Regions from separate parts of the Mus musculus genome. Here regions 2, 3, 4, 5 and 6 are each linked to region 1. A link is a contact called in public ChIA-PET, HiChIP or PLAC-seq and promoter capture Hi-C data. All regions are on one chromosome and are shown on one strand. Each heading gives the region's core, a stretch centred on a gene start, on an enhancer-like site or on the middle of the called end of the contact. The rest is flanking DNA. Distances are from core to core; before and after follow the strand shown. Region 1 holds the start of Mocs3 (molybdenum cofactor synthesis 3). Region 2 has its middle 41 kb from the start of Gm25214. Region 3 holds the start of Ube2v1 (ubiquitin-conjugating enzyme E2 variant 1). Region 4 holds the start of Slc9a8 (solute carrier family 9 (sodium/hydrogen exchanger), member 8). Region 5 holds the start of B4galt5 (UDP-Gal:betaGlcNAc beta 1,4-galactosyltransferase, polypeptide 5). Region 6 has its middle 10 kb from the start of Gm25214.

Region 1 (2,700 bases), core at 134-2,633:
AATGTCCCATCAATTTTGGCGGCCCAGGCCATGAGTCCCCCCACGATGTCCTGAACAGTTAAAGAGTCTAACTCCGGCACTGCCGTTAAGGACTGCAGGACCTTCACAGCTTTCTGGGAGTCGTTTCCCAGTTTGCAAATCACATACACCGGGAGAGCAACCCCTTCCTGCGACTCCTGCTTCCCTTTCCGGAGGGCAGCCCCTAAGAGTTTCAGGCTGTCCGCATCCCTGCGTTCCAACTGACTCAAAGGGATGTGGAGAGAGTGCGGCAGGCGACAGATGTCCACCTCTACTTGAGGCCGGACGTCCAGCAACACATGGGGCGCCCCGGAATCCAGAAGCCGCTTGTAGTCGGTCACAGAAATCCGCTCCTCGGGGCACAGCAGCTTCAGGGCGCGGCACTTGTCGGTGGCCGAGGAGCCGCAGAAGGCCTCGTAGTCCTGCAGGCGGGTCACGGTGGGCTGCTGCCCGCACACGACGCAGTCAGGCCGGCGGCGCCGCAGCCGGATCCGGCGGAAGTGGCCCCCGAGGCCGTCGAAGAGCAGCATGCTGCCGCTGTAGGAGGAGCCGAGGCCGGCGGCGATCTTGAGCACCTCGAGGGCCTGCGCGCAGCCTAGCACGCCGGGCACCGCTCCGAGCACGCCGCCGTCTGCACAGTTGGTCACTGTCTCCGGCGGGGGCGGCCGCGGGAACACGCAGCGGTAGCACGGCCCGCCGTCGTGGTGGTAGACGGTCATCTGGCCCTCGAAGCGCAGCGCGCTGGCCGACACTAGCGGCCGGCCGGCCAGCACGCACGCGTCGTTCACCAGGTAGCGCGTGGGCACGTTGTCGCAGCAGTCTGCCACCACGTCGTAGCCGCGGACCAGGTCGAGCGCCCAGTCCTCGGCGAGCGCGCGCGGGTACGCCACGCACTCCACCGCCGAGTTGAGACGGCGCAGCGCCGCGGCCGCCGAGCGAGCCTTGCTCTCGCCGGCCTGCGCCTCCCCGTGCAGGACCTGGCGGGCCAGGTTGCTCGTCTCCACCACGTCGTGGTCCACCAGCCCCAGCCTGCCTACGCCGGCCGCCGCCAGGTACTGCGCCAGCGGGCAGCCCAGCCCGCCGCAGCCCACCACGAGCACCGCCGCCGCCGCCAGGCGCAGCTGCCCGCGCACGCCCAGCTCCGGCAGCAGTAGCTGGCGGCTGTAGCGGAGGATCTCGTCCCGCGACAGCGCGGCCCGGGGCGCCAGCGGCGGCGGCGGGACCCGGAGCGGACGCTCGGGCTCCGGCTCGGCTGTCAGGGCCGCGGCCAGCCTCCGCTTGAGCGAAGCTAGCTCTTCCTCCCGCCGGGTGATTTCAGCCTGTAAGGCAGCTACGTCCTCCGGGGCAGCCATGACAGCCTCTTCCGGAAAGAGCCGGGAAGGGACTTCCGTTTCCGGTTGCCTGTCTCTTAGCGACTGGAAAACGAAGACGCTTCCTGGCCCTTGAAAGTGAAACGAATGGGTTTTTATCCGGGGAAGCCGTCACGATTGGCTTGAAACGGTCACCATATCTGGAAGTTTCCCGGGGACCACACTGGGACGTCGGAGCGCCGAGCCTCCCCCATGCTCCGAGATTTGGTACGGCCCGTGTCGGATGACGTAAGTCCGCTTCCGGCGCCTCTCGCAGAGCCGTCATGGCTTCCACGGGGGCGAGTCGCAGTCTTGCTGCGTCTCCGCGGCCGCCGCAGGGCCGCTCCTCGCGACAGGACAAGTACTCGGTGCTGTTGCCCACCTACAACGAACGGGAGAACCTGCCGCTCATCGTGTGGCTGCTGGTGAAGAGCTTCTCCGAGAGGTAGAAGGGGCTTCTCGCGCGGGGGCCGGGAGCCGGCCGCGGGCTGCAGGTCGGCGGTTGGCTGCGCGAGGAGACCCCCGGAGGCCCGGTCTCCGCTCCCTCCCGAGCCTGCTCGCGGCTTTCCCCAGCGGGGAGAACCGAGGAGCACAGCCCCGCGTCTTTCTCCTTCCTGCTCAGGTCTCTAGCGAGTCCGGTGTCTATCTGTTGACAGATCGCGCTGGCCTGCGTCCCCGGCCTGTTCTCTCTAAAGGGCTAACTTAACTTCTTTTTGACTTCGGGGCGAGGAGGTATGACCTCATACCTCTGGGCGGTCAGGATCCGCCGCCGGAGCCGGGAGTCCCGAGCCAGCGTTCTCCCCATCGCCTTGGGGCCGAGCGCTTACGTAAGCTTGTTGTTTGCGCTGTCAGAGAACTGCTGATGAGCTGGCAGGGAGCGAGCATCTTCGCCGAGTTTGATTAGGAACCCGGGCTTATTTGTGTGTTGTTTTGAAAAACACGGGGCCTTTCGCTTTGTTAGGCAGAGCCCTAGCTCTTAGGAACAAGAATTTTGATAGTGAAAGTGTTACGCATTTAAGAAAAAAAAAAAAAGGTCTCCGAACTAAACAGTAAATAAAATGCCTCCTGATGGCAGTGGCAGGACGGAGTCAGTACTTTACGGCCAGATGAGTGTCATGCTGTGATGATCATGGGCGATCTTTTACTGTCAACCTACAGAACGGGATTTTGCAGGAGTAGGATGGCGTAGCAGTGCGCTGTTTTAGACAGTGCGTCAGAAGAACACAGATTGTTTCCAGAGCTTTTTGTTTGTTGGTTGGCTTTTGCTTCTCAAACGACAATGAGGACGCTGTGCCCATATTTTCTAATAGCAAGAAAAAAATACTTGATCCCA
Region 2 (2,700 bases), core at 50-2,549, 610 kb before region 1:
ACCATGAGTCAAAATGTATCCTCCCTCCCTCCCTCCCTCCCTCCCTCCCTCCCTCCCTCCCTCTCTCCCTCCCTCCCTCTCTTCCTCCCTCCATTGCTTCTGTCAGGCATTTTCATGACCGTGGTGAGAAAAGCAACTGTTTTACATTTTTGTATTTTTATTTATATGTGTATGTATGTACTCCACACGCATGCATGTAATGCCAGAGGATGCCAGAAGAGGGCAATGTACGCTGCCCAAGAGGGGTGATGGGACCCAAATTAGAGCTCTGGGAGCCATCAAATAATTGGTTTAACCTTAGTTTTCTCCTTAAAACGTCTGTCTCCAACCACAGTCACTTTGTGCATTGGAGCACACGTGAGTCAGGTCCTCACCAGTGTCCTCAGCGGACAACTTGCAAGGCATGGTTCTCTCTTTCCACCATGCGGGTCCCGGGGATCCAGGTCAGGTGATGAAGCTTAGCGGGAAGAGTCTTTACCCTCCGAGCCTTTGACCCTCACTGCCTGACCCAATTTTCATAGCTAGAGAGAGCTGGACTTAGGTGTAAGAGCCAGATGCTGAACTCTGGGGAGGCGCTGTTCACGGGTAGTATGACCCGGATGCTGGTCGGATCGGAAGCCGCCTTCAGTGTATCAGGGATTCTTGTTATTTTTTAATCCCCAATACTTCCGTGTACTCGGTTTTGATTTTTTGTTTGTTTGTTTTGTTTTTTGTTTTTTGTTTTTTTTTTTTTCCTGGCTGTTGAGATACTTTCCCGACTGGTCTAAAATCTCGTATTTTGGAGCTTGAGTCAGAAAATCTGAAGCCAGTTTCCACTTTGTGCACTCACTGGGTGACTCTCACACAGTGCGGGATGATACGGGATCCACTTTATTGGACGATTGTTAGGGAGCGTGTTCAGGTTTTCAAAAACCCATGGATGAGACTTAGGAAGAAAAAAGATTCGAATAGGAAAAGTTCCCGGGGAGAACTCTACCCTCCCCCACCCCATCCCCGGAGAGTCTGAGGGCCCCTGGGAAGGCTTCCCTCGTTTAGAGTGCAATAAATATGACAATGTAAAAAAACAAAAACTGTGAGTCGTCCTTCCGGAATCTAAACAGAATGAAAAAAAAGTCTAGAATTGCAAATATCACAGTCGTGAGCCCTTGGGACAAAGACTATGCTGATGTAACCTTGAAGCAGAAAATAAACAAACAAAAAGGGAGCAAAAAAATATTCAAGGCTAGGATGGAGCAGGCTGGCCAACGCCCTTTCCTGAAAAGCCCTTGTAGGGTGAGAAGGCAGGCGTCTTCACGCCTAGCACCCAGCGTGTCCCTCCTAGCTAGGTTTGATCCTCTAATGTCCTTTGGTCTCCTTCCCTCCCCACAAGTAAATTCCTCCTTCCAGTCTCCAATCTACTGGCGACACCCTGCAGCCCCTGTATGCTTTATCTGCGGATTCAGATTCAGGCTGTGGCTTTACCCAGGTGGCTTCTTGTAACTTTACTCGACAATTTGGAAAAACAAACAATTCCATTCCGACCTTCCGATTTCGTAGGCTTCTGCGTTCCCCTCCCAAGTCTGCCTTTGTCAGGACCCCGTTATTACAGATTGAGGTCACTAACTGATGGCCCTGGCTTGGGGTATTTCTTTTTCTTTCTTTCTTTCTTTCTTTCTTTCTTTTTTTTCTTTCCTTCTTCCCCACCTTAAAATGCTAACTTAGCTGGTGACCGATGGCAATTATATAAATGGTCTTTGTTTGGACTTATCTGATCTTTCCCTATCAAGGGGTTTAATCTCAGCCTTCCTGGAAAGCCTCAGCTTGGCTGTGAAGATGCAAGCAATCTTCCACAGCTGTTTCTGAGCCCCTGCTGCGAGCTGTTTACCCTTGTAAGCCCCCACTTGCGATTAAGAATTGCTGCATTTAAAATTCTATTTTTTTTAATATATGCGTTTATTTAGAGAGACTGTGTGCATTCGTGCGTGCATGCACACTCGGAGGTCAGGGGACAGCTTTTGGAAGTAAGTTCTCTTCTTCCACTTTGAGTGGGTTTCTGGAATCGAACTGGAGACATCAGCCTTGGCAACAGGAACATTTACCCACTGAGCCATCTGGCCAGCCCATGTCACTTATTGTTAAGAAAAAGAAATATATACATTATATATTAATATATAAAAACATATAATATACATTAATATATGCGGCAAAGAAGGAATCTCCTCCAGGTAATACGGTTGGGGCGATATGAAAGTTTTATATCAATACTGGGAGTCCCAAATATCAGTTTCCAGTCCCATTTGGAACATTTCGTTGCTATGTGAGTGGCCACTTTATACAAATTTGGGAAGGAGCCACAGAAGGAAGGAAATAAAAGCCACCTCTCCGGCTGGAGTCCCTCATGGGTGCAAGGTCCTGGGATCTGTGGGGGAGGGGCAAGCCCTTCCCGTCCTGCAATAAGCATTTTAAACCCTGGGCCGCACCTGTGTTTACAAACCGTAGCTGTATTCTCGGGATTTGCTGTGTGGGTGACAACAAGCCCTCTCAAATGTGCATTTTAGAAAAATCCAAAATCTGTTTTAAAGAGGAGAAATGAAGGTGGCCGATGGGACTCGGCGTGTGCCTTACTGGCCCCTCCCTGCCCTGCTCCCTACACCCGCCAAGCTTTTCACACCTGGAATGTTGGGGGGCGGGGGAGCTCTAGGTGGAAATGTCGGGGACTCA
Region 3 (2,700 bases), core at 178-2,677, 600 kb after region 1:
AGGCTGTCGTAGTATTGTGGACTCAAACCTGCAGACACTTCGGCAAGCAGGTACAATATTGGGAAACAGGGAAAGCCTTCATAAATACAAGGCCACAGACACGTCACGGCCCCCAGCATAGCCCCAGCCCCGGGAGCAGAGCCTCAGTGTATTGTGCACTCACCCTTCCCAGTTTACCTAGAGACCTGGTTCCCTCTGTTCTGTGGGACAGACTCCTAGGCTGGTGTGCATCTTCTGCAGGACGGTAGTTCTGAGCTTACCACGTACTTCCTCAAGAGGAAATGCAGTGGAGCTACCTAGAATACACCAAACAGATGACAAATGGAATGTTCCAGGAATGTCTCCAGCTTCCTTGCCCCTCTGCTGTCCCTCTTAGCAGTATAATCTGCAGCCTATCTGGCTACTTCATCCTCGATTTCCAAGTCCCCTTAAGGGTTTCACATCAAAGGTGGCTTTGTGATGGGTTTACTCTATATGCAGACAAGTGTCTTCAGACCTTTGCAGGAGGCCTTTTCTGATTCTTCCTGGTGCCCTTTATAGGTTTGTCCCCTATCTTATCATAGGTAAAATGTATATTTATCTATTTATATTGGCTTACTTGTTCTCTGTCCAACTAGAATGTAGCAATTGAGAAGAGAATCTCATTTCGTGGAGACATTGCCATGTCCGGCACCAAGCACAGTTCTCCCACATAATTCCATCTCTAAGAAGAACTCTAAAACACAAGCCTGCAACCCCAGCATGAGGCAGAAGCCGAAGAATCAGACAGCCAAGGTCATCCTCTGTATAGTGGGCTCTTGGACAGCTGAGTTGAGAGCATGTCTCGAACAAAACCCCTAAACAAACAAACAAACAAACAAACAAGCAGAATGCATGTCTCAAGGTTGGTGGTTCTCAAGCCCCTAGCTGCACCTTGTCCCTACATGCTTCAGGCCCCAGAACAGCAACAGTGCCGGAAACAAGATTGTACTGGCCCACAATTTGACGCATTCAGGCCTTTCGGTGTTATTTTTCTCCATATACCCCATAACAAAGATCATCTGGCTTGGGGTCAAATTCTGACTCAGCTACTTAGCAGTTGAGTTGAACTTCATCTCTCGCGGTTTCATTTTCGCTACGTGGTGAGGACACAGGGGGACGGAAACAGCCTGGGAACAGGCGCGGGGCTCCACAGCCCTTCCCCCCCATTCTATTCTCCCGGAAGCGCACGGTCACCCCGGGGCCCTCGAGCCGAGCACCTGCACGCCTCCCCCGCGCTCGGGCTGGGCGGGGCTTGCAGGTTGCCCCGCCCTCATGCTCGCTCACTGAAGACTCGGGCAAAGCCCTTCCCGCCCGGCTCCTGCGACCCCGAGCGGGCGTCAGCGGCACCGTTTGCGGCTGCGCCTACACCTGCGCCTGCGCACTAGCGCCCGGAGAAAAACTCAAGGGGGGGTGAAGAAGGGGCCGGCCTTCGAGCGACAGCGACGCAAGATGGCAGCCACCACAGGCTCGGGTGAGCGGGGGCGCCGGGCGTGCTGGCGGACGGGGCGCGGGCTCCCTGGGCTTGGTCCCGGTCTAGCGGAGGCCATGGTGGCCGGGACAGGGCTCCGCGCTGTCCCTGCGGCTGCGTTTGGCTGCTCGGCCGGGCCTGGGACCATCAGGCGGCGGCCGGAAGCCCGGGCGGGGGCAGCCGGGCCGTGGGCGGTGCGGCCAAGCCGGAGGCTCGGGCGCCTCCGGGGGGCGGGGGGTGGGGGAGAGGCCGGCAGAGGGGCCGAGTGTGCTCGGGAATGCCCGGGCGAGGTCCCGCTGGGAGCTGGCCCGGGCGACTGGGAGCCGGGAATGCCCGGCGGGGGTACGCGGGCGCAACCCTAGGGAACACGCACGGAGCCTCGCGGGCCGCAGGCGAGGCCGCCGGGGCCCCGCGTCAATTTAGGGTCGGGGCTGCTCTCATCGTGGTGGTCGCTTCCCAGGGAAATCCGGGCACCTGCACGGGCTGAGCCCGGGCGTTCTGCCGTGGGAGCAGGCCTGGGTTGCAGAGACCAGGGATAGGTTTCAGAAGGCGCGCTGGGAGCCGAGCGCCGCGTTGGATGGGCACGAGCAGGTGCCTAGGAAGCCCTGGTGTGTGTGTCGGGGGGTGGGGTGGGGTCTGTTGGGGCGTGTCGCCATTGGGAAGGCTCCTGCAGTGGGGAGAATGGGATGGGGTGCAGTCCCGCAGATGCTGCTTTTAGAGAAGAAAAACCTCTTCCTGCGGGGAGCGGATGGAGGAAGTGCCTGTCACTCCTAATCCTTCTGCGAATTGGGGGAAAATATGTGGGTTCAACTCAGAAACTCTCCATTATCTGGATGGGTAGGAGAGGAGCAGTGAAATGAGAGCCCTTGGATCAAATGGAAGGGATAGCAAGAGGGTAAAGGGGATGCTCTTAGGGGAGAAGCTCTTGTCGGTCTCTGATGGGCTAAGAAGAGAAGGCCAGATGGGGAGACCCGAAGGGTCTGCTGCCTTAGAACCGGCAACCTGTACTTGATTATGAGCCATGGACTCTGGCAGGCTAGAGAAGGTGGAGTGGGTTTGGTGAAGGAGATCCCCCGGGGTCTGGGAAGGCATGGGAGTCTGCTTTTCCAATGAAGGATTCAGGAGAGAGTGGGTGCTCCCTTCTGGTGTGGGGCTATATCCTCGGGAGTCTGTTGGTGGAGGTGAGCAAGGGGTAAGGACAGGCCACCAGC
Region 4 (2,712 bases), core at 105-2,604, 810 kb after region 1:
GAGGACCAGTTTTATGGGCTACATGAACCTGTCTCAAAAAGAAAAACACAAACAGACTTCTAGGGTGGAACTGGAGTCTCCCTACACCCCAGTTTCAGTATTATTTACTTTCCTAGTCTACAATCTCCTTGAATTTTGGGTGCAGTGTGTGTGTTTGACTAAACTAGGGATTGACCTCAGGAATGGTGGGCAAGATTCCAGCCTTTAACTGACCAAGTCAGCTGAATCTGCCCCGTTTTTCTCCCTAGAATGCCCTAACCTACCCTACCAAACCCTTCTGGAATCTCAAATGGCTCAAGTTTCCTGCTCTGGAACATCCCACTCTATGCAAGGCTTCCGCCTGTGCTCTTAAGGTTAGGTCTGTAAACTAATGTAGTAGTGATGGAATTGTGACCACTGAGCACTGCCTCATTCCAGGACCCCATAAACTGATCAAGCTTCAAGCCCACATCTCAAAGCATTTGGCTCTGTATTACCTCTTTTATCTTGTCCTGCTGAGACTATGTGAATGTCTGGGACAGTACAGCTACACAACAAGATCTAATGACTTTCGCTCCTCAGTGGCCGAAGAGCTACCTGAAATGCTCTTAGTTAAAGTTCGGTATCAATTAAGGGGTTCCTTGTTAATTTTCTGGGGCTCATTTCAAAGAGAGAATTTGTAACACACAACAGTGTCCTGCCAAGCATGAAGATGGACTCGGGCCTTTTTAACACGTCATCTTCCCCATCTCTCCTCTAAGATTTCAAGCTGCGGGTCACGAGACGTCTTTCTCCCACCTAGGGTGGGCTCCTCTTCCCTCATGCTACCCAATTTCCATCCAAGCATCTGGCAAGGTCCAAAAACACCCAGTCCACACAAAAGTCTCCCACTAAAGCCTCGTGGCGGCTCCCTGCGGGCGGCTCCTGACGCCCAGGGCCGAGAAAAACGGTCAACTAGCAGTCAATGAATCAAAGAAACCTGCTGGGGGCAGACAAGAACAATGAAGGTTGCTGATGGTTACGGGGGATGCCAGGGGCTGCTCGTGGCAACGGGAGAACTTCCTGGATCAGGAGGAGGAGAGCCAGGGAACCCTGAGATAACCGGAAACCGGGAGCAGGAAGGACGTTCGCGGCTTCCGCCAGGCCTGCGCGTGGTCAGCAATGTCGGACCTCCGGGAGGCCTCAGGGCCCATGTTCTCATCCCGCCCCCCGCCAACCCTGGCTAGGTGGGCCCGCGCCACTCCACCCGGGCGCTCCAGGCCCGCTGTCGCCCGCCGGCCCGGCCCTGCCGCCTCCGCTACCCGAAGCCGCGCACTCACTCCTCCTCCGCCATCTTCTCCCCTATCCTGCGAGCTTCCGAGACTACAGAGTTCGGCGCCGCAGGGCTAGCGGGGCCGGCGGCTGCTTCCGGTTTCCGCTGCGGGCAGGGGCGGGGCTTGGCCTCCCAGGGCGACCCTCTGCGCTGTCCTCTCTGTGGCCTGGGAGTGGGACGACCTCTGGGGCTTTCTGTGGGCTTTTTCCGGCCAGGCTGTGTGACGATCTGGCCTTGGGACATCCGGACTTTTTTTTTTTTTTTTTTTTCCGGTCCCCGGGCGGGAAAGATTTGGAGGAAACTTTTGAGATCTGGGTGACTCAGCTGTGAGCCAAGCCGTCCGCCCCGCGTGAGAATCCCAGGGCTCAGAATGGGGGAAAGTGGTTTCTCTGGGCGTCCGGGCCGGCTGTGCGGAGCGGAGGGAGTCCGCAGGCGCGTTCCGAGGCGGCCTCAGTTTCCCCTGCTGTGGGGAGAGTAGACAGAGGGTCTTTGAAACGCTAGACAGTGTACTTACTCCGATTATAAAAGTTGAGAGCTAGCAAGGCAGAGGTTGGACATTCCCCATTGGTTTATTGGTTGGTGTGGTAGATGTGAAAATGAGATCCAGGACAACTTGAGGGGTTTCATTCTCGCCTTCCTCCGTGTTGGTCCTCGGCATTGAACTCTGGTAATACGGGTTGGCGGCACCGCCTTTACTCATTGAACTATCCCAACAAATTTTTCTTAACCTTTGTGTGTGCGGGGGTGGGTGGGGTACATTAGGAGGTCCCAGGTTATCAGATGTCTTCCTTACTCACGCTCCACCTTAGTTATGAGACAGTGAACCTGAAACTAGGGACGCGACATAGTGGCTAGCCAACAACTCCCAGGGATCCTCCTTCTCAGTCTCCCTGTCCCTATGGTTACAGATGCCAACAGCTATCCCTGGCTTCTGTGTGGATGTTGGGAATACCAACTGAGGTCCTCGTGCTTGCGTAGCAAGCGCATTGCCCACTGGGCTTTCAACACCGAAGATAACTTGAACTGTCTAGTCTGTATTGCTTAAAACTGGCCTGGTACTGCTGAGGTCTTTATGGGACCTTCTGGGTGTTCTCCTTCAGGGCCCCTTCCACCCTAGGTAGTTCCCCCCCCCCCCCCCACTTAATAACGCTTAACAGATATGTCACTTTCCCAAAGAACGATCCTTCTGTCTCATCCTCTTGAGCAGTTGGGACTGGAGGGTGAGAGACACCCCTCCCCACCCCCATTCAGGCATCTGTCTACTTCTGTACAGGGGTGGAACCTAGGGCAACACATATGGCAGGCAGGTGGTCTTCCATTCAGCTAACATGCCCAAGTTCTCTGTAGAGACCTACTGTATGCTGAGATGTACCTTGTGGGGTTCAGACTATACAAAGGAACTAGGAAAGCCAGGTATAAGG
Region 5 (2,700 bases), core at 42-2,541, 880 kb after region 1:
AGGCCACTTTTGATTTGAGCCCTTACTTCACAACTTAGACGACTTGCTTCTCTTTCCAGAAGCTTCAGTTTTCTCATCGGTGCAATGGGGCCAAAGTGGGGGTAGGGGAGCCACGATCTCAGGACTTAGAGAGAGGCTGTTACTGGCTAAGAAGCCCTGTTTCTCGGTGTCTTAACATTGACAGTTGTCACCACTGTTCTGTCCTGTAGGATGTGACCTTGTTTGGATCTCTTCTTCTTTCCTGGGATTTTATCCTTGGATTCATTGAAGGCGGATCAAGCCCCTTCTTCCTTCCTTCCGGCTTTTGCATTTGTAGTTCCCCTTAGTGGGACCACTCTTTCTCCACCTGGCACTTTCACATTCTTTTGTGTTCATGCCACCCAGGAAGGAGAGGCTTCCCCCTCAATCTCAGACTAGAGTAGAATGCATCCGAAACATCTTCATGTCTAATTGTTTTCATATCTCTTATCATCATCATCTGTTATATTGATTTTTTTCTTATTCGCATTAATACAGGTTCCCAGAGGAATCTTTGCTCCGTGGAGCATCCCCGGCCCCAGGACCCGTAACTGCCACTTTATCATAAATGGTGTCTGGAATGAATGGATGAGTGAGGGCGAACACGAATGCCCCGGCCTCTGCATCCTTGCTCTGCTGCAGCGGCGGGCTACCTGGCTATTCACACATTGTCCACCACCCCTCGATCCCCGCGTGGGGAGCTCGCACGGGAACCAAGTCGTACTAGCGAGCCGCTTCCTGCCAGCATGGGCGGCGGCCGCTCGAGGATCTTGCGGCTAGAGTGCTCGCGCGTGAACCCCGCCCCGCCCCGCCCCGCCCCCACATCCAGGCCCCGCCCCACAGATGCGCTCCCCGGACTGTAGGCCCTGCCCATTCCCGCCCCCTTGCCTCAGGCCACGCCCTTCTCTCCTCCCCGTCAGGCCTCAGGCTCAGGCTCCCGCAAAATGCTTGTTATGCTCCCGGCCCCGCCCTTATCCCCCTCCCCATCAGACTTCAAGCCCGGTCCCCGCCGGTGTTCTCAGGCTCGCGGAGGCACCCTTAACATCAGGCCCCGCCCTCGTCCGGCCCCCAGTTTAGGCCCCGCCCTTACTCGGTCCCCATCAGGCCTGCCTCAGGTCTGGTACCTCCATCTGCTCCTCAGACTGCGGCCCTTGCCCTCGCCCCGCCCTCAGCATCAGACCCCGCCCCTCACCCCGCCCTCCTAACAGGCCCCGCCCCGCCCGCCTCGCCCCCGCCGCTGAGCTCCTCTGGTCGTCGGCCCCCTCCCGCCTCATGTGGCCCGGCCCGCGGCGGCCGGCGGCTGAAAGCGGCGAGGCGGCGGCGCGCGAAGCCCGGAAGGCGGCGGCCGAGGCCCAGGCGGCGGACCGGAGCGGCGGGAGCGGGGCCCGGGTTGGCCCTCGAGCGGCCGCCGGCTCAGCATGCGCGCCCGCCGGGGGCTGCTGCGGCTGCCGCGCCGCTCGCTGCTCGCCGCGCTCTTCTTCTTCTCGCTGTCGTCCTCGCTGCTCTACTTCGTCTATGTGGCGCCCGGCATAGGTAGGAAGGCGACCCTGCGGCCACCCCACGCCTCTTCCCGCTGCGGCCCGCGCCGCCGCCCCGGCCGACCCCGCGCTCCGTGACTCGCCGTTTCCTGCCGCGCCACCCCGCAGCCCGCCCGCACACGCGGCCTCCTCCCTGACGCAGCCGCCCGCGCCCTCCGCGGCCGCGCGTTGGCTGCCCAGACCCGGCGGGGCTGCGGGCTGCGCGCCCCTTTCCCCTCCCCCCCCTCCTCCCTGGAGCCCGCCGCTCGCCCGCCGCTCATAGCGGACCCGACCTGCTCTGGGGACCGATGGGAAGTTTGAATTGGCCATGGAGGAGGTGCTGTGACAGGGGCCTTGAAGAAGCGGTGCCAGGTGGAAGGGAGGGGGGGGTCGCCCAGAGAAGAAACGGAATGGGTAGCAGTTCTCCAAGGTCCGCCCTTTAGAGGGGGAGACCGCCTGGAGAGAAAACGAGCCCTTCCCGGAACAGACTGGACGCTGATGAGAAGGCAAAGGCAGCGAGAGGGTTAAAGGCAGAGGACACTGAGGTCAGATGTCCTGTATGACCTTGGGCCCTCAGCTTCTCTTCTCTGTAAAATGGGGACACGAATCCCAGCCTTTAAAGGACAGAGGGCCATAAATGCCCTTTAAGCTTTTCTCCCTATAGCGGACGCCCAACGTCTTCGAAATAAATACATACATAATAAATAAATATTCGCTGTTACAGGTAGTTTGGGGGACAGAAGGAAAGAGTTTTAAGGAATGCGACTTGCCTCCCTTAGTGTGGTCTTGGAGTGCTAGTGAAAACTTCAGCCCTTGGTGAAAAATGAGAAGATGCTGTTGGGGGTGGGGCCGAGGGCGAGAATTCTGGATGGTTGGGATGGGTGCCGCTTAGGGGAAGTGCCTTTGAGATCGGAGTAGTAAATGCTGGTGTTCCCTGTTGACCTGGCAACTCTGAACTGGCAGAGAAATTTCCAGAGAAAGAGGGAGAGAGGGAGAGAGTCTCTCCCCTGATTATTTTTTTTTTTAAAGCTTGTTTCACTTGATGTTTAAAGTTGGTGTTTCATGCTGTCAGCCTGACCTGGGAAGATGGAAAAGCTAACTTGAGACTGTCCTCACTGATTTGGTGAGTGGCATTCCACCAGGGATGTATAATTATTGTGGCTTG
Region 6 (2,700 bases), core at 19-2,518, 640 kb before region 1:
TGATTCTCCACCACAGGGCATCCCCAGGTGCTGGAGAAGGTTCGAGAAGTGCTTCCTCCTGGGCCAGTGGGGCGTGCTGGCCTCCACATCTACTTCCTCCCAGCCTGAAAGCTGGAAAGATTGCAAACAAAACAAAACCAAAAAAAAAAAAAAAAAAAAAAAAGTCTACTGGGAAGTGTCTCAAAGCTGCTGTGGGTGAGCAGACATCACCATAAAAAAACAGTGGCTCCGCCCCCACCCCAATAATTCTCCAAGATTTCCAGCAAGACCATGTCTCCTTAGCCCTTTACAAAAAAAAATCCCATGAATGAGCCATCCAAAGACCTGTTACTCGGCTACTGTACTCCTGAAGCCAAAACACTATAAAGATTTATTTATTTTATTTTATGTATATAACTACACCGTAGCTGTACAGATGGTTGTGAGCCTTCGTGTGGTTGTTGGGAGTTGAATTTTTAGGACCTCTGCTCGCCCTGGTCGGCCCTGCTCACTCAGGTCAACTCTGCTCGCTCAGGCCCAGATTTATTTATTATTATACGTAAGTACTTTGTCGCTGTCTTCAGACACACCAGAAGAGGGCGTCAGATCTCGTTACGGGTGGTTGTGAGCCACCATGTGGTTGCTGGGATTTACACTCAGAAACTTCGGAAGAGCAGTCAGTGAGTGCTCTTACCCGCCCTTACCATCTCGCCAGCCCCCAAGACCCTATAAAAAATCGAGTGGCTCCCTCCAGAGTTCTGGCTCAAGCAAAAAAAAAAAAAAAAAAAAGACGCTAAATCATCTTAAATCCCCATCTGCCTGAGACCCCCTCTGAGAAACACAACCATAAATATGCGTGGCTCTGTTGCCATTCACGCCGGAAACAACCGCGATGTTGCCTGTTTTACTACCTATGGACCAGAAAGACAGCAGCGGGGATTTTTGGAACACTCCAGGCAAAGCTATGAGCTTCCTTCTCTCCCAAGGGAGAGGGTGCTCTCTCGATCAGGGACAAGTGCCCTGGGATAGGGCCCGAGGCATGGCCAAAAAGCCTGGCAGTGGCCGGGAAAGCCAAAGATGGGAAGAAAGCATCGGTGACACAGCCCTGCCTCCCTCTCCTCCCCCGCTCAGGTTAGAAATATCAACAACATTCCTGCCCACTGTAATCAAATACTTACGCAAAAAGCTATGGAATGCGCAATAATTTGTCAGGCATCCTTTTAGCCCAGTCCACTGGAGCAAACTCTGCCCGGGCCCCTTGACCCTCAGAGGGTGCCCTTTGACCTTACTTGGACCTCTTTTATGCGCAGCTTCACTCTGACCAGATGGCTAAACTATCAAAGGATTTTATGAGTCAAAACTACTGCTTTCTCAATTCACAAGTTGCGTATTTCTATCCGTGTTTGTGTGACCGGTCTACGTGAAGCTTTAAATTGAAAACACAAGAGGGGGCCCCCGCAGCTGGGGCCCGCCTCCCCGTATTGTGTGTGAGCACGGGGGTTAGGGCTGTTTGCAGAGAAAACAGCTGACACACAGATGCAGACAATTTCAGCTAAATATTTAAAATAGCCATCAAGAAAAGGATGGCTGATTATTTTTCTCCCTCCTCTGGTTCCACCCATGATCTTTTGTGGCGCTCGAGGCAAGCACCGTTCTTACGCAAATCAAAACCTCATCCTTTCCTCCTTCTAGCGGAGGCCGGTGGGCAAAATGTAAAAATAATAAGAAAAGGGGCTGAGATATAACTCTGTAAATAAAAGAGCCTGATGCCAAACTTGATGATCCAAGTTCGAATCCCAGGACCCACAAGGTGGAAAAGAGACCTAACTCCTGAAAGTTGTCCTCTGGTGCACGTGCGCGCGCGCACACACACACACAGACACACACACTAAATTTTGATATAAAAATATTTCACAGCTGGAGAGCTGGCTCATTGGGCTACTCGCTGCTTTTGTGGGGGACCCCGGTTTTGAGTCGCAGTCCCCACATGATGGCTCGGAAGCACTTGTGACTCTAGTTCTAGGGGATCTGCTGTGCTCTTCTGGCCTCTGTGAGCACCAGGCCTGCATGAGAGGAATAGACACACACACACACACACACACACGTTTGTATGTATGTATGTATATATGTATGCATATATATAATGCAGTATTTACTTAAAACCTTGTCTGGTAAAAAGAAAAGGGTTCCAGCTTTGTTCAGCATCTGAAGGTGTGTGTGTTTGCACATGCACGTGAGTGCACACCCACATTTATATGTATCTATTATATACATATACATGTGTACACACACACCTACATATATAATGCAGTATTTATTTAAAGCCTTTTCTGGTAAAAAGGAAAGGTTTCCGTTCAGCATCGGAGGCTGTGAGTGCAAACGGCACAGAGGAGGGTCAGGGGACAGTATGTGCATGCATAGGCCAGAGGACAATGCGAGGTGTCATCTTCCCTCAGCCGCTTCTCCGTGATATTATTACAGGCTCTCACTATGTAATTAATCCTGGAGACCAGGCTGGCCTCAGGCTCACAGAGACCTGCCTCCCTCAGCCTCCCGAGTGCTGGGATCACAGGTGTACACCGCCATGTCTGGCCATCCACCTTGTGGTTTTGAGATGTGGTCTTCTACTAAGCCTAGAGCTCATCAACGGTGGTGTCCAGTTTTCTATCAACCTGACCCAAGCTGGAGCTATTTGGGAAAAGGGAAACTCAACTGAGAAAA

The links. Promoter capture Hi-C pulls out the DNA fragments that hold promoters and counts their contacts. ChIA-PET counts read pairs in DNA pulled down with a chosen protein or histone mark. HiChIP or PLAC-seq counts read pairs in DNA pulled down with a chosen protein or histone mark.
Region 2: an H3K27ac HiChIP or PLAC-seq map of embryonic stem cells shows a contact between it and region 1, with 5 times the contacts expected there. The contact joins the enhancer-like site here to the promoter of Mocs3 in region 1. A contact is called at or near these places in 1 of 39 promoter capture datasets (cranial neural crest), 5 of 115 datasets of contacts at active chromatin or transcription factors (embryonic forebrain, embryonic hindbrain, embryonic stem cells and 1 more) and 1 of 9 other capture datasets (embryonic stem cells).
Region 3: a promoter capture Hi-C map of hippocampal neurons shows a contact between it and region 1, with 2.4 times the contacts expected there. The contact joins the promoter of Ube2v1 here to the promoter of Mocs3 in region 1. A contact is called at or near these places in 4 of 39 promoter capture datasets (the HPC-7 cell line, cranial neural crest, hippocampal neurons and 1 more) and 1 of 484 Hi-C or Micro-C datasets (myocytes).
Region 4: a contact with region 1 is called in an RNA polymerase II ChIA-PET map of memory CD8 T cells, with 9 read pairs. The contact joins the promoter of Slc9a8 here to the promoter of Mocs3 in region 1. A contact is called at or near these places in 1 of 39 promoter capture datasets (liver), 1 of 484 Hi-C or Micro-C datasets (regulatory T cells) and 1 of 115 datasets of contacts at active chromatin or transcription factors (memory CD8 T cells).
Region 5: a promoter capture Hi-C map of liver shows a contact between it and region 1, with 3 times the contacts expected there. The contact joins the promoter of B4galt5 here to the promoter of Mocs3 in region 1. A contact is called at or near these places in 2 of 39 promoter capture datasets (cranial neural crest and liver).
Region 6: a contact with region 1 is called in an H3K4me3 HiChIP or PLAC-seq map of craniofacial prominence, with 3 times the contacts expected there. The contact joins the enhancer-like site here to the promoter of Mocs3 in region 1. A contact is called at or near these places in 3 of 39 promoter capture datasets (cranial neural crest, hippocampal neurons and maxillary cranial neural crest), 14 of 484 Hi-C or Micro-C datasets (B cells, cerebellum, cerebral cortex and 3 more), 10 of 115 datasets of contacts at active chromatin or transcription factors (craniofacial prominence, embryonic basal ganglia, embryonic midbrain and 4 more) and 1 of 9 other capture datasets (embryonic stem cells).

What each region holds. Positions count from the first base shown.
Region 1 is chr2:168,229,305-168,232,004 of GRCm38.p6, reverse strand. It overlaps Mocs3 (molybdenum cofactor synthesis 3), which reads right to left and starts at 1,383. Exons shown (of 1, transcript NM_001160330.1): 1 at 1-1,383. The coding sequence starts at 1,370. It overlaps Dpm1 (dolichol-phosphate (beta-D) mannosyltransferase 1), which reads left to right and starts at 1,626. Exons shown (of 9, transcript NM_010072.4): 1 at 1,626-1,812. The coding sequence starts at 1,652. It overlaps Gm20716 (predicted gene 20716), which reads left to right and starts at 1,626. Exons shown (of 12, transcript NR_132310.1): 1 at 1,626-1,812.
Region 2 is chr2:168,840,185-168,842,884 of GRCm38.p6, reverse strand. No RefSeq gene overlaps it. Among named protein-coding and RNA genes, the nearest start is that of Gm25214, 41 kb to the left of the region's middle. Within about 2 kb of position 1,299, at least 30 of the 459 cell types and tissues checked have an H3K27ac peak or open chromatin away from gene starts, as enhancers often do. A contact at or near this core is called in embryonic stem cells, where this site is marked.
Region 3 is chr2:167,630,732-167,633,431 of GRCm38.p6, reverse strand. Ube2v1 (ubiquitin-conjugating enzyme E2 variant 1) reads left to right here and starts at 1,427. Exons shown (of 4, transcript NM_023230.2): 1 at 1,427-1,492. The coding sequence starts at 1,471. It overlaps Gm31852 (a long non-coding RNA gene), which reads right to left and starts at 958. Exons shown (of 3, transcript XR_375265.4): 1 at 599-958; 2 at 178-296.
Region 4 is chr2:167,420,352-167,423,063 of GRCm38.p6, reverse strand. It overlaps Slc9a8 (solute carrier family 9 (sodium/hydrogen exchanger), member 8), which reads right to left and starts at 1,354. Exons shown (of 17, transcript NM_148929.3): 1 at 1,299-1,354. The coding sequence starts at 1,312.
Region 5 is chr2:167,347,769-167,350,468 of GRCm38.p6, reverse strand. B4galt5 (UDP-Gal:betaGlcNAc beta 1,4-galactosyltransferase, polypeptide 5) reads left to right here and starts at 1,291. Exons shown (of 9, transcript NM_019835.2): 1 at 1,291-1,551. The coding sequence starts at 1,437.
Region 6 is chr2:168,870,714-168,873,413 of GRCm38.p6, reverse strand. No RefSeq gene overlaps it. Among named protein-coding and RNA genes, the nearest start is that of Gm25214, 10 kb to the left of the region's middle. Within about 2 kb of position 1,268, at least 37 of the 459 cell types and tissues checked have an H3K27ac peak or open chromatin away from gene starts, as enhancers often do. A contact at or near this core is called in craniofacial prominence, where this site is marked.